2 separate regions of the Anas platyrhynchos genome follow, and region 1 is linked to region 2. Evidence: chromatin contacts called from public Hi-C data. All regions are on one chromosome and are shown on one strand. The core of a region is the stretch at or near the end of the contact, and the rest is flanking DNA. Distances in the headings are between cores, read along the strand shown. Region 1 overlaps ALDH1A3 (aldehyde dehydrogenase 1 family member A3). Region 2 overlaps ASB7 (ankyrin repeat and SOCS box containing 7).

The links. A called contact is a pair of places that touch in the nucleus more often than the background predicts.
Region 1: a contact with region 2 is called in a Hi-C map of subcutaneous adipose tissue, with 4 times the contacts expected there. The contact joins two enhancer-like sites. A contact is called at or near these places in 5 of 8 Hi-C or Micro-C datasets (F1 follicle, liver, skeletal muscle and 1 more).

What each region holds. Positions count from the first base shown.
Region 1 is chr11:21,904,797-21,907,546 of IASCAAS_PekinDuck_T2T, forward strand. All of the region lies in intron 9 of ALDH1A3 (aldehyde dehydrogenase 1 family member A3), which reads left to right. Among named protein-coding and RNA genes, the nearest start is that of LRRK1, 13 kb to the right of the region's middle. Within about 2 kb of position 1,490, at least 1 of the 8 cell types and tissues checked has an H3K27ac peak or open chromatin away from gene starts, as enhancers often do.
Region 2 is chr11:21,788,891-21,791,681 of IASCAAS_PekinDuck_T2T, forward strand. All of the region lies in intron 4 of ASB7 (ankyrin repeat and SOCS box containing 7), which reads left to right. Among named protein-coding and RNA genes, the nearest start is that of ASB7, 11 kb to the left of the region's middle. Within about 2 kb of position 1,346, at least 1 of the 8 cell types and tissues checked has an H3K27ac peak or open chromatin away from gene starts, as enhancers often do.

The DNA.
Region 1 (2,750 bases), core at 240-2,739, 120 kb after region 2:
GTTTTAAAGGGTGAAACCCCCTGCGCTGGGCAGAACATGTAGGACTGGGCTGCTGCTTTCAGCTCATCCTTGCCCTCAGTACTTGACAGGCTGGCAGAGCACCACGCTCTGGTATTGCTGCTGTGATTTAAGGGAGATTGCAGACAGCTATAATTAAGGGTAACAGTAAGTACAAATAGTCTGGCCAGGTTGCAAATACAGCTTGTACGTCCTCTTTCCCTGTCCTAGCTTACCTGTTATGCCTGTGGGTAGGAGAGAGAGCACCCAATACGCACATACCTGAAGTTCTCTGCATGCAGCTGTCAAGCCCAGGATGGAAAAGTGTTGAGAAAGTAGAAGGAAACTGCTAAACCCTAGGCTTTCATGTGGCTCCCAGTGCAAACCACTTCCTCTGCACCTATTTTTGCTTTCTCTCTGGAGCCTATTGTAAGATGCAACACGCAGAAATTCAGGTAGAAGAGAGACATGATGTAGTGTCAGAAGGGCTTAAAATACCTCCAAAGTAGCAAAGATTCACACCTGCCCACCAACTACCATTGAACTGTAGTTTCCAGACCAGATTTCTCCTCTATTCCTGAAGTAACCTGCTGTGCTGTGAGGAGGGTTTTTTTCTGAAGTGATGGAGAAGGGAAGAGTCACTAGGAGAAAAAAATCTCTTCCTCTTGCCCTTCATCTCTCCACTTTGGCCCTCGGTTGCCTCAGATCCAGGTCATTGCTTTTACTCTCCTTCTGTGGGTCAGAGGATGAACAAAACCTGTACAGAGGCTGCTGTACAGCCCCCATTCCGGGACGATTGCCGGCTTAGATGCCAGCAATGTGAAGAAGTTGGAGCCAGCCCTTAGGCTCTGGGGTTTGTAGCCCGTCATCTTTTTGCTCCTTCACCAGCTCTGTGTGCTTTTAGCCAGACAACAGGACCAGGAATTTAAACAGAGCTCGGAAAACGTGAAACAGGAGATCTCTGCAGCCCAAGCTCTGAGCTGGTGCTGTGTGAAACCAAGCTGAGCACAGCGCTCTGGGTAGCTGCAGGGGACCTCCTGGAGTGGGACAGACAGTACTGCTCTGTGAGAACTTGATGTAAGCTAGTCCTGGAAAATAGGGCCTGTCTGCAGCTGTTCCTTCCTATAGTGTACCGCGTTTATAAGCTAGATTGGGGAACTGGCTGATTCAGGTCTGAACCAGCCTTTTTGGAGGTGAGGAAGAAACGTTTTAGTCAGATCAGTTCCCTGCGATGTGTTACCGTGCACTGGCATGGATGCTTGTGGTGTGGGTATAGGGAAAATACTGTGTCAGCTGCAATATTGGGTTATGCTGATATAAACTGCACTTCTCAGATCAAAATTAAGTCAAATTTAAACAGTATTAAGTTTAAATAGAAGAAGTGAGGCATGCTTCTGATGTGACTTCTCCAAAGCTCACATGTGTCTGACTGTGTTGGCTGGCTGGAATTCAAAGGACACCACAAGAGACCTGAGGGGTAATCAGGGCTGTTTGAGTAAAGTGCCAACCTCAAATAACAGACCAAGGGCATTTTTCAACTTTGGATTCCTGTGAGCTGTATCATAGGAAAGAATAAAGTAAATCTGCACAGATGGCTGGCTGGTTAACCAGAGCATTTACAAAGCTGTGAACAGCAGACTGCGTTAGGTAAGACTAAGGTCCTGGTGGACAAAACAGGGATTAAATCAGAACAAGACTAGGCTGGTTTTCTTGCTGTAAAGCCCCAAGTACTGGGGTTTCTGGACTATAAAGGATGGTTTACAGGAAGAAAATAAGCTCTAAAGCTGCTGTGTGGTACTTGCCAGCCAGAAGTTATTCAGCCCAAACCCCACTGCTTGAATTTTGAGACGGTGAATATTTTCCTTAGACCGTAGTTGTTTGTGGATGTTAGGATTAAAGTTTGAAAGTAGAATATGTGAGTAGAAAGAGCGTGTGTCAGTCTGTTGGACACAGTTGTGGGATTATTCTGTAGGATTACAAATGCTAGGTTTGGAAAAGGAAAAACTGCTTCTGGCAATCTTGACTTAAATGAAGCAAGACGTGAAGATTTGGGGGTTCTCAGCATTACAGCAATCTTTAAAAGCCTTCCTCTTTTTTGAATTAGATGGACAAAAAATAGAATTTGCTCTACTAGTGTGTTTTTAATAGAAGGCAATAGTCAAACCATAAATAATAGTGGAGTAGGGAACAGGATTTAAACAAGCCTTGCAAGCTCTGGTTACAATGACAAACAGTTCCACCCTTGCATGTCATTTTTACAAATGTTTTCTTTCCCTAGTGTCTTTTCATCTAACTGTAGTTTGCCTTGCAACAAGTTACAGCTGTATAAATATCCTTGTTTTGTTTTCTGTGTTGTGAAGTGGATGAACTGGATTGGTCTGGATCACAGACATGCCAGGATGGAAAGCAGTTGCAGATATTTTCAAATTATTTACATTTGGCAGCTAAGCAACCAGGCAAAGAGACAATATGCGTGACACCTGCCAAGCTTACTTATGTGACACCCTGTATCCTACACGAGGGCACGCATTTCTTTGTGCAGTAGCATGTATAAAGTGTTTTCTTGGGTAGCATCATAACACATGAGAGAACACGAGCACTTAGTACAAGCTGTCCACAGCGCATGTGATATGCACATCTGTGTGGCAGGAGATGTGCTGTTCTGGTTTTGCTGTGTACCAGAAGTACCCTAAGGACACCCTCCTGAAGCTTTGATATTTGTCTGCAAGCATGAAAACTTGGATTGTGTGTGG
Region 2 (2,791 bases), core at 96-2,595:
TTGATTTTTTTTCCTCTTTCATTGGAGTGCTGCTTCATTTCTGTTTCTATCTGGTGCATGCTCTGTGAATGAGGTAATAGATTAGCTTTAGATCTTAATACCTGACAGGTTTTTTTCAGAATCGCCCAGGAATTGTTAAAAGAATGAATAAGCATTATAAAAATAGGGCAAAGAGCTCATTATAAACTTAAATGCACTCACTATAGGCCTTTCTACTGTTAGAGGCTGTTATTAAGGAAGGCAGGTCCTTGAGTTGAAATTGTAGGGAAGATTGTTTCATAATTCTCAAAATTTAACAAGTCACGTTAAAGACTTACATTTCTGTGTAGGTTTTAACACAGTCTGCTGAACTTTATGATAACATTACTCTCCGCAGGGGTTTGAGTGTCAGCTAGTCCAGCTGAGTTTACGTCTCTCCTGCATCTAATGATAGCCAAGCTTTATTTCAAGAACTAATTAAGTTTTATTTAAGTGATATAATTGCTTGGGTGATGTGTATTCCCCATTGAATGGTACAGTCAGAATTTCTTTCTGCTGTATCTTTTTCCAAGGCTACCTGAAGGCTTAGAAATTGATAGTCTTAAACTTCTAATGTGACACTAGTGAGGAAAACCAAAAATGGGACGTTCTCCACCTTCTGAATAGTGTTCTTAAAGAACAGCATCCTCTGCTCTAGCACCGTTGTTATCAACTTAATCATGAACTAAGATGTTTTTAGTCCCATGGAAACTGAAATGAATCATCTTTTTGATGCTTTACTTATCTGAGGCTTGGTCATGGTCCCCTTGTTTCTATTGCAGTATTTGTCAGAAGTATAGATAAATCACCCTTAAAACTGAGTGGCATTAATGGGCTTGTGATATTTGCCCAATTAATGGTACGTTATTTCAGAGCAGGAGTGAAATACAGCCTGAACAACTGGACCCCGTTTATACATAACTACTGCAAATTCTAAGTATACAATACTGTCAAACCCTCAATGTTGTTACTGGAAGGGGGGGGGGGAAGCAACTGAATTGTACAAATAAATAACTTAAAAATTCTACTTTTAAAATGTAATACTGTAGATAATTTCAAATCTTCATTTTTATAGGCTGTGGGTCTCAAAATGTATGCTATAACTTTGTGAGCTTGAAGATGAGCTGGAAAAACAAAAGCATAAACCCTATTTATCTTCATTGTATAGGTTTTGCTATTAAATAGCTGCTGGCATGGTGTTTTGTTTTGGTTTTCTATCTTTTGTTGTTTCTGTTTTCTATATGAAGTACAAGCAGAATATAATGCCCAATGAAAACTGTCTGTAATGAGACAGATTCCTTGTGCTGGAAGCAGCACGGAGTTTAATCACCAGGACTAGAAAGTTGAGTAACAAATAGTGTGAGGGTTAGTCATCTACAGCAGCTTTTCTGTAGCTGAGCCTCCCTTCAGAAAATTGGCACTGTTTTGTGCCTTACCTTGTTTTGCCTCAAAACAGAGGCATAAAAGATAATGAGTGTTTAAAACATAATAATGTCACAAGTGAGCTAATAAGCAGTGAATGAGCTGACTGTTAAAAGCAAACTTAATCATGCTTGCCTCGTTAGTGAGAGGTTTGTGTCTACCTTTCTTAAGTCTCCACCTTCCTCCCTCTCGAGAAGTAGATTAGTTTGACATTGGGTGTTAATCCCTTTGGACCCAAGTGATATTGGGGTGAAAAAAGTCATTTTCTGGTATGAAATTTACAGTAAGCAGAATATAGAACTGACTAGAGATGTGTATTGGTAGTAAAGGGGAGGGTGTGGATGAAGTTTTGGATAAAAGAGGGTACCAGAGGGTTAGTGGAAGCAAGGGGGAGACCGGTGATAGATGTGATGCCAAAGCCTAGCAGAGCTGGAAATATGTTCATAGGACAGGAACGAGAAAACCATGCTGGGCTGTTGCTGAGGGTAGCGTGCCATGCCTCAGATCTTTGACGCTGGAAGAGCACTGACATAGGCTTGAGTGGTAGTGAGTTTGAGATGGATTTTGGCTAATAAACACTGAGAAGGAATCTGATCGCTGACCTGGAAATAAGAGGTAGCTTCTTATGGGAGTCATGACCTAGCTGCCTCCTGCTTTTTCTCTCTTCTTCCAGCATTGCTCGCCAGCAAAGAAAAGAGCCAGGGGACAGCATTGTGTATGCAGCTTGGCTGATTGGAGCGGAGGTGGTGGAACAGGAGGAAGCATTTATTTTCTGCTAAACAAGGAGGAGAGACAGATAGATGGGTAGAACGCCTAAAGTAGCAGTTCAAATTGAAGGGTAAAGCCAGCAGAAATAGCAGCTAGGTACAGAGGTTATAGGTCAGATAACAAGTATTCTTATGAAATGTGGAAACTGAAGGGTGGAGAAGCTTAGTTTTCATAAGTGAAAAATAGTGATTTTACTTAAAGTATTTGTCACATTTTAATAAAGGGAAGTTTCTGTGAAGCTAGCTCTTGCTATCCACAGGAACAATCCAAAGTCACAAAGCTCAGTAGGAGAACAAAACAAAAACTGGGGATGTAGTTTTCAGTGATCTTAGATTTTTTGCATAGCATAGCAAGCTTTTTTTTTTTCCCTTTAAATGTATTCTTTGCTTTTAAAATAAGGCATTGTCTGTTTCAATGTAACACTGCACAAAACCATTTTGTTTAATTCCCATCACAGTTAGCACAGTTAGTTACCACCAGCTAAGGTCCTGAAAGCATGTAGTTGCTATCTGTCTCTTGGTGATAACTCTCAACGTTAATTGAGCAGGACAGCTTATTGTTACTTGTGTTAAAGTGAAAAATG